Linked DNA regions of Anser cygnoides: region 2 is linked to region 1. Evidence: chromatin contacts called from public Hi-C data. All regions are on one chromosome and are shown on one strand. Each heading gives the region's core, a stretch centred on a gene start, on an enhancer-like site or on the middle of the called end of the contact. The rest is flanking DNA. Distances are from core to core; before and after follow the strand shown. Region 1 has its middle 110 kb from the start of IBTK. Region 2 has its middle 320 kb from the start of BCKDHB.

Region 1 (4,766 bases), core at 1,619-4,118:
GCTCTGAAGCACAAGCTTTGACCCAGAAATTATGAAAATCTGTCTCATAGCAATGTGGAGAATGATTTGCAGAGCCATTTATAAAAGCCAGAATAATTCAGTTGTGACCTCTTCATGTTCCCATAAAACTGTTTTTCCTTCAGCATCAGGAGATGAGTCAGCAGTAGTGATAACAAGAGTTAGAGAAAGACTGGAAAAAACGAGTGTCCCAAGTTTTTTGGCAGTGAAAAATTAAGCTTCAAAGTGATTTCTTCATGGAACATTTTTTTTCTCTCTCCAGGACACCAAATTGACAGACTATTAAAGAAAGAAGAAAAAGAGTGTGAGAGAGAGAAAAGGACTTGGATGATATTTCTCAGTGTCTGCCAATATCTAACATACTTTTGGAAAAGTTGCGTAACAACCTGCCAAGATAGCCCTGTTTAAACAGAGGTTAGTAATATTTTCTATATGTTGGTATGTTTGTGGTTTTTCAGAACTGACCCACAGGACCTCATTTTCAAGCAGTGTAGCAGGCTTTCTTCTTTGTTAAGCCTGTAAGTATCAGGAAATGAATGCAGCTTAACAGACCATGTGTCTACCCAGAAATTACCATCAGGTTGACATCAGGTCTGTCGTTCTTCTTGTAGGACACAATGGGTGATGAGAAACCTGGAATTTCCTCTTCCTTGGAGGAGAATCTTTGTCTCCAGTGATCAAGCATACAGATAGGGTACCAGGGAGCTTGCAGTATGAGGTGTTATGTTAGAAAACATTTAAACAAGGACTGGTGTAAACTTTGTTTTCTGTTTTGCATTGTTTTCAATGCAATTTCTTCACTTTTTTTTTTTAATCTGCTTTGCATAATAAATAAAAGTGATGCTGCATAAAGTTCTTATAAAATAGGGTGAAAAATAACTTAGTATTGAGCTACTTTTGTTTTGATGGCCTTTGAATAACAGCTGTGAAGGAAAAGGCAAGGAAATACAGGAAAGGAAAAGGAAAAGAAATAAACTAAGTGATTTCCTTTTTTCTTCATGAAATGTGTTGTAGTGGAAGGGTCTTAGGACATGCCTGAAGGTAGGTAGTACTTGAACTGTGGTGCTGAGACTCTTAGGGGTCTAAATCTCTTTGTGGACTACCCCTGTATGATTTTAAACAAGACGCTCCAGAAATATCCTTGCCTGTATCCCTCATAGCTGGTGCTGAACTTGTGTCCTTTAGATATTAGAAAAATATAATGAGGCACTAGTGAGGCAAGCTGTATGCTGCTGCTTTTCCAGAATATGCCAGAGTGCATACTTGCAGGCAAGAAGCATGTATCTGGAGGTGTCAATCTTGTTTTGGGATTCACTATCTTTGAGGGTGCAAAATTGTCCGTTTTAAAGAGTCTCAACAAAATGTTTATTGCTGTGACTCTAAAATGATGTTTATTGCAGTAATGAGTGTAGAAGAAGAAATGTGTTTCATGAGGTGTTTCCCAGGAACTTTGCCCTCAATGTTTGCTACTTGAAACTAGCAAGTGAAAAAAAAACACTTTTATCTTGTTTTATTGTTCTGTCTGGCACTGTTCTGTGCACGCTGTTTGAAAATCTGATTCTGCAGATCAGCAAAATCTTTTCCTTGATCCACCTCTCCTGATAGTCTTGAAGACGCCCATCAAATTAGCTGGGATTTGGATGAAGCCCTCTGAGAGCAGTATAACATTCCAGCTTTCTTCAACGTAGAGCTGTGAGAAACGTACCCTGCAAAACCTAAAACTTTTCAAGTGAGCTTAGGCTGAATATCAGATACAGGGAGGGATTTACTGTTGGGTGGAAATCACGTAAAACTCTACTTTTGACATATTTTTGACCTGAAACCTGGCAAAGTTCAGCTATTTTGACTGAAGTTACTTTGAGGCTATAAAGCCAAAAGTTAAAGAAAAACTAAGTAAATGCAAAGGCAGCATGAAGAGCTCAAAATTAACACAAACCTGCTTCAGCCTTCATGCTGGACTGAGCTGGGTGGTGCTTAGCCTCTCTGCTTCCAGATAAACACCAGGTATATCATTAAAACATTTCAATCTGTTGCAAATGTAAGAACATTGTGGCAGTATAATATCAAGCCCGAAAATAATCAAGTCAGCATTTTATTCTCAAAAAAATAAAAAAACAGCAACAACAGCAAAACAACGCCACAGACTATGGGGAAGGGAGTGTCCCTGGGGATTTTCCCAAAGATTTGCTCAAAGGCTTTGTTTAGGATCTCAGCTGAGATAGAGTTTTTCTGGGTTATCTAACCTGAGGTGTTTATTGCTTGGTGATGCCTCCTCACTATCAGACCATCTCAGACTTTGGTGATGATGAGCAGCAACTTGGAAATAATCTTTTTTTGGAGTGTATTTATTTTGTCCCTATTAAAAAAAATAATTTATTTGTTCTCATCTTATATTGCATTAGGAATGACTTCAAAAGATCAACATTCAGCAGCAAGTAGAAATAACAGCAGGATTTGCTTAGTTATTTTGCCCAGACAGAATTCAGTGGAAAACCACTATCAGATGGAGAAGAGGCTGTCTTGCATTTCCAGATGAGAATATTCTTGGGAGAAAAGAGCTTTTCTCCATAAACTGTTACTGCAGAGGATCAGACAAACATTTCCAGCTCTCTGAATAGTTCAAGGTCTGAGAGCTACAGTTCCAACCTTCAGGAAAGGAGTGTACACGTATGTGAATTCTCTCACATGAATGCACAAGAAAGCAAAGAAACTTTCTGAGCTGCTGAATCCTAACTTTTTTGTCAGCATGGGATTTTCTATCTGGAGAGAAAGAACATCTTATTCTCTCCCCTGCTGCTGCTTGCTGCTTATATTGCCTCCCTAATTGGAAGCTGCAGCATAGATGTGCAAAAGAGGATATATTTGAGCATACCTCAAGGGTGAGCTGTCTAACCAAGGAAACAATTTCATCCTGTCTGTTGTAAGAAGAGCCTGGCTCAACAGAACTCCTCTGTCATTGCAGAGCAGGGAAAAAGATGGCAAGGAGAAAAGACTGACAACAGTAACTGTAATACATGAATATTTATATTTTCTGTGTGCAGATTTTTGCAGTCTGCTAGAGAATTATTTGCCTTTAATTGAGATAGGTAAATAGGAGTTGCAGCCCTGTGCTTTTGCCACTGCTTTATACTAAACCATGCTTTTACCTCTGAAGAAGACAAAGAATTCCAGACTAGATCTTAGACTAGATCTCAGACTGCTTACGGCAGTGTGTGCTATGCTTTCCATCAGTTTCCATCACACACCTTGCATTTTGCATTCACAGGTGAATGAATGGAATTAGCAGTTTTCAAAGGCAAGTCTGACAAGGAATCACCTTTGTAGTGCTCTCTGCAGGGGAATCATGATGCATGGCCTCACCAAAGAGCTATCTATCTGGACATAAGTGGCACCTGCAGCCTAAGTAGTTGTGTTAGATCATGAATGTCACGGTGCTCCCAGAAGAATATGTCTAAACAAATAAATTATTAAGCGTGTTTCACTGCCAGGAATGGCACAGCTGCACCAGCACCATATTCCTATTGCAAATGGGGCACAGCTTTAATAAATACGAAGTTCTTAATCCAGCAAATGTTAATGTCAGAAATATTTCAGTTAAGGCCAATGGAGTTATTCAGGTGTTTAAAATTAAGCATATGCATATTTTCTATGTAATGTTTTGGAAGGGTTTAAGCATAAATGAACCAAGCCCCAGATGCCCTGTTTTTGTTGCTGACATTGTTTGGAAGTTGCGAGTAATATTCGTCATCAAAGACAAACAAACGGAGGATGACTCAGTCTCATCCTTCACTCAGAGGGGAAGAATCCAGAGGGAATTGGATTTCCCTGCTTAGAGAAATCCACGCAAAGGGAAAGGAATTCACATTTGTCTGAAACAGTGAAATGCGATCCTGTTAAAAACTGTTTTTCTGTAGTTATTCAAAATTAGGCCTGAGGTTTTTAGGTCAAATGCAGCTGATTTCTCTCTCACTGCAAAAAGGTAAAGGCAAGGCTCAATATTATTGTCAACTTTTGATTCCTGAAGAAACACAGTGATTCCAGTTTCACATGTGATCCTCCTCAAATCAGTGAAAAGTATTTTTCACATATCAGCAGTACATCAACCACAACTTTCTGTTACTTAAGCCAAGAGCAAGAGATAGATCCTTTGAAAAGTCCACAGTGAATAAGTGCAGATAAAATAACTTATTAGCACCACCGTCAAAACCACTGCTGTAATACTGACAGCTTTTTTTCATTACGTGCTTGGTGTCTTAGTTCTCATTACAAATGGTCAAATATATGAAAAAGAAATACACTGAGTGAACTAATTACTGAAAATCAGTAGATCTCATCAAATGCTCTCTTGGGTAAATGAATGTTGAAAGGTTCAAGTGCTGAGTTCACCAGAGTGTCTCAGAAATATCCTTCATTATTTTTTATTAACTAAATCTCTTACCTTGTCTGGTTAAAGCCCAGTTCATTTTGTTGTGTAAATGCATGAACAAAGCCTCATGGATGGTGACAAATTAGCCATAAGTGACCATACAAGTAGGAAAAGGCCATTAATCTGGCAGAATTTCAATGTCACTGTCAGCACAGGGAGTGGGAAAATTTAGCTGTAATTAAGACCAAAGATCTTCTGATCATTGTTAAATAACTATTAGAAGGTGCATAGCTCTGGACTGCTCTTGTAATACTGAAACACTACTTTTTCTAGGAAGTACCAGCAGTGAATGTTTTACCTTTTTTTTTTGCCTATTTACAAG
Region 2 (4,766 bases), core at 1,316-3,815, 560 kb after region 1:
CTTCTCTTCTCTTCTCTTCTCTTCTCTTCTCCTTCCTTCTCTTCTCTTCCTTCCTTCCTTCCTTCCTTCCTTCTTCCTTCCTTCCTTCCTTCCTTCCTTCCTTCCTTCCTTCCTTCCTTCCTTCCCTTCCTTCCTTCCTTCCCTTCCTTCCTTCCCTTCCTTCCCTTCCTTCCTTCCTTCCCTTCCCTTCCCTTCCCTTCCCTTCCCTTCCCTTCCCTTCCCTTCCTTCCCTTCCTTCCCTTCCCTTCCCTTCCCTTCCCTTCCCTTCCCTTCCCTTCCCTTCCCTTCCCTTCCCTTCCCTTCCCTTCCCTTCCCTTCCTTCCCTTCCCTTCCCTTCCCTTCCTTCCCTTCCTTCCCTTCCCTTCCCTTCCCTTCCCTTCCATTCCCTTCCCTTTTTTCTTCTCCTCTCCTCTCCTCTTCTCTTCTCTTTTCAACACTGTTAGCAGCGAGCTCCTTTCAAGTAGTCTAGCATCCAAATACTGTGCTGCCCCATTTCAACTTAAATATGTGCTTATATATATTACTGTACTGAGATTCAAATGATGAGTTACTTTAGCACAGCTGTTCCTGAGGCCAAGTTATTTATGAGACAGTAATATCCATAGAGCAGTACAAGTCCCAGAATAAAGCCCATGTAATGAAGAGTTGTAGCGTTTATAAAGTAGACACAAATACAAAGCTAAGAAAAAGATACATGGAAGAAAAGAAAAAAAAAAAAAGTAATGATTCCATTAAAACCTAGAGAGACTTGAATTTCAATTACCTTAACTTCTACAGCTATTGTCTTCTTTATTATTAGAAATGACACTCACAGTTGAAAAGTTCTGTTGAACTGCTTGGTAGGACTTTAATGTAGGTTAAGTCTTAGCAAAGTTGACCAAAGTTCTCTGCGAAATTTGCAAATTCTCCCCACCTTAGAATTCAGTTCTGCAGTGATATCCACAGTACCACAAAGCACTGGTTTTGGTCCCTTTTCGGAAACAAACTGTGTTTTGAAGTGATTTACCTCTATCTGAAATATTTATTTATTTTTTAATCCTCACTTTCTCATAACTGCATACAGCATGGATGCCATTATATTTGACGTTGTGCAGAAGGTGAAGATGACTCATGTCCCCACATGCTGATGCGGTAAGGCAGATTGTATCTGAGCTGCAGACAGACAGAGAGATGCATAACAGCATGATCTGGGGTTCACACACAGCTACAGCCTCGTCACTAAACTAATGCCATGAATGACTAATCTCAATGTAGGGAGCACCACAAATGTCGTTTAATGTGTACCATTCTAATTGCCTGTCACCTAGAGTAAAGGTAATCCCATGTCTGCAGAAATATTTGGGGACAATTTATGGCATGCGGACAGGGAAAATTGTGGCTCATGTACAGCCAGGAGCTCAGATCTGTCTGCATTATCCACATATCCATGCCCCCAGTGCCTTAAGGAACAAATGCTTCCAGGAAATATTCACTCCCTCGTGTTTTGTGGGTAACAAAAGCTTTTAAAAATGGGAGTTGAGTCCATGCAGTCAGATACATCTTCCAGTTTCTCATTCATTTGCAGATGGTTGGATCCATCTGAGATTTCTCAAACCAGGCTCCTAATTTGCAAACGTGGCACAACACCTAACTGGTGAAACAAAGCACATGCCATTATCAGCTAGGTGATTTCCCCACCAGGGGAAACAAACATATTCTACCCAGCAAACATATCCTACCACAAATAAAACACCACATTTTACTATACAAGCGAATGAAGGTTGGGTTGTTATGTTACAGGAAGAGAAATTTGGTGCCATCCAAATAAAGACTAATTTTCAACTTTTTAAAGGTGTGCTTAGCTATTGCAGTAAAAGACACCAGTCTGAATTCTGCAGTGTTTCAGTTAAATCACTTGTGAGGGTGAACCCAGAATTCTGTGTGTTACAGCTTGCCTGAAGGCTGTACTCTCCTCTAGGGATAAAAACACTGACAGTTTAAAAATCCATTTGTAAATTCCCAGGCAAAAACATGGGTAAGTGTGGAAGTGAAGACTGTAAGAAGCCTAAGGGAAAACTCACAACAGAGTGTTGTAGAGCAGATCTGAGGAAGCCCATATGTTAGGCAGCCAGGAATTTCAAAGTTAAGGTTACTCTTCCAAAATCCCCCAGGCTTCTGCAAGTATGAAAATGTAGAGATAAGGCCACTTAAGCAGTTCTAAATGTGTTTCAATTATGAAGACTAAAGAAAACAATCCATGTGATGTGGATATAGTACTATGAATGTAGTAACTAATTTATAAGCTTTACATACTCTTAACAATACCAGGCAGTACTTCATATGCATGCATCAGATATCCCACTGTACTGTGATAAAGACCCTTTAAATCTGCGCTACCTTTTTGGCTTCAAATTGTTTCACACTGTTGTCTCTTTAGAGGACCAGTCGCTCTAGGGAAAGTATGTGGTCCCTGGAACCTGGAAGGGGACATGGTGGCCCTATCAGTTTGCCTTCATGAGTGGCAGTTCCCCTGTTGTCCAGGAGCAGATACTACCTTGAAGGCTGAAGCTGAGGCTGAGTAGGGGTTTGCTAAATTTTTCTGTCTGCGTGCACATTGCTGCCACCTATCTGAAAATTTTACCAACAGTCTGTAGTAAGAAAAAGTGAATTCTGTAGGAAGTTTGTTTCAATAATTATGAGGGTAGAGAGCCCTCCTCTCATTTGAGATACAGCGAGTGATAGTCAGCTAATGTTAGACATCTATCATGTAGCTGCTGAGAGATCTCCATTAGGATAAATAACCACATTTGATGTATAGGCATTGGGAAGACGTGGGTGCTTCTGAGGAATGAATCATCCAGTCTGGAAGTAAACAGCTAAAGTAGGTCAGATGAATCTCACTCTGGAGTACCTTCTTTCTTCCTGCTGAGCGTAAAGAGAGTCTTCGATGAATAACTCAGGTGTAGTCATCTGCACTGTACACATCTAGCCTTAGGTGAGCTGAAGCCAGCTCATCTTATTATGAGTCTGCAAAGAATGTCAAAGCTGGATGTTCCAGTCTGTGAAATGTTTTGTGAAGCTCTGTTTTCATTCAAAATACAATTCAGTTCCCAATTTTGCTGGTTATTTCTCTGAACTTTAGAAGAACAAAGGATATGCCAGATCCAATATTAAACATGATACAAAATTCAGGCCATCCTCACCTCCAGGAGTTTCTACCTGAGCTAAATGGAAGAGCAACAGCCAAATAAATAAAACATGTTTTTTAAATTTTTCTGTTATAATTATTATATATTATTTGTACCATTAAAATCTTTAAGTACCTTGGCTCTTTGTTTAGGCAGTGCTCAAACATGACAGAGAAATAGTTCCTACTCTGAAAACATATAAGCAAAGATCATGGCAAGGGAGATATCAGTAAACTGAGGGAATCCACCGAAATAAAATGAGCAAGCATCCTTGCAAGCATCAGGCAGGGACTATAGAATACCAGCTGCAAGAGAGTGTTCTTCTGAGGTAGGTTTTCTGCATATTAAAATGTGATTTGTGCATTTCTGTCATGTTTGGGGGGGGGGGGGGGGGGGACTGTATCTGTATCCAAACATGTCCATACATCACAGCATCTACAGAATAAGATACAACCTCTATGATTCCAGAGTATCACCTATATCTTCCGTTGTTATATTTCAGCAAAACTTTCCAGTTTACAAACCATTTTTTATATATTTGAAAATTCAATGGAGACACCTCACTTTATCATGCTAAATTACTAAAATAAGCAATAATGTCATCATAGACTGCTAATACAGCCTGTCTGCTGGGTTCCAGCTGGTTGGTTACTGAGACAAAATAAGACTGAACGTTAACAGATACTTTACTGAGCTGAAGTTGTAGAGGGAGATTTGACTTTGACAAATATCTCCTTTACATCAATAGCCTGGAATATTTTCAAAGAAACAAAGAAAAGTTAAAAAAGAGCAAAGAATCACAAAGTACTGGATTGAGTTATGTTTGCTCAGATGTAGCTGCATTTCACAGTCCCTGATATTTTCTGGGAATGATTTGTGAGCAATTCAACTTGTGAACATACATATTTGTATGTTCTAAATTTTTGCATGACTGTCTTTTCATCTCTCACCTTTACCCCTATCTCAATGCCTTGTTAAGTTTTAACAAACAAACAAAAAAAAAATCTGTATTAATTCACAAGATAATTTTATTTCTTATTTGCAGTTCTTACAATGTCAAAACTAGCATGCTGACCTCTTTGCTTTGTCCTTGATGTTGATGCTTTGTGTTTCTGCTAGATACATCAGCTTTGTGTAGAAAACTAGAGTGGGCACAAGTTATTCTGGTTGATCATTATTTCACATTTTCTCTGTAAGAAATGGTCTCATTATAAAGGAAAAAAAAAAAAAAGATATTCAGTATATTCAGTAACAGTAGATTCTTAATTTTTTGGTCTGTGTACAGATAACAGAGTTTTGCCAGCTTTCTATAGAAAAAAAAAAAAAAGCGTATGGTTTTGTGAGCTTTATAAACTTACAGAGAATAACGAGCATATGTTGGTACTTTAAAGAAAATCTGTAAACCACTAATAAAACCAAAAGTTATATGAAAATATGAAGGTTGCAAAGTTTAGCATGTTGCAGAAAGATACTTTTGACACACTGATCTTATTAAATTTCTATAATATTTAATTAGAAAGCTCTGGTTCGTGCGTTTCATAACAAAGCTGAAGTCACATCACTGCATGTGCAATGCAACAGGAAGAGACAGTAAGATAA

Evidence for each region. A called contact is a pair of places that touch in the nucleus more often than the background predicts.
Region 2: a contact with region 1 is called in a Hi-C map of granulosa cells, with 2.0 times the contacts expected there. The contact joins two enhancer-like sites. A contact is called at or near these places in 2 of 7 Hi-C or Micro-C datasets (granulosa cells and liver).

Annotation. Positions count from the first base shown.
Region 1 is chr3:85,995,248-86,000,013 of Taihu_goose_T2T_genome, forward strand. No RefSeq gene overlaps it. Among named protein-coding and RNA genes, the nearest start is that of IBTK, 110 kb to the left of the region's middle. Within about 2 kb of position 2,869, at least 1 of the 3 cell types and tissues checked has open chromatin away from gene starts, as enhancers often do.
Region 2 is chr3:86,553,721-86,558,486 of Taihu_goose_T2T_genome, forward strand. No RefSeq gene overlaps it. Among named protein-coding and RNA genes, the nearest start is that of BCKDHB, 320 kb to the right of the region's middle. Within about 2 kb of position 2,566, at least 1 of the 3 cell types and tissues checked has open chromatin away from gene starts, as enhancers often do.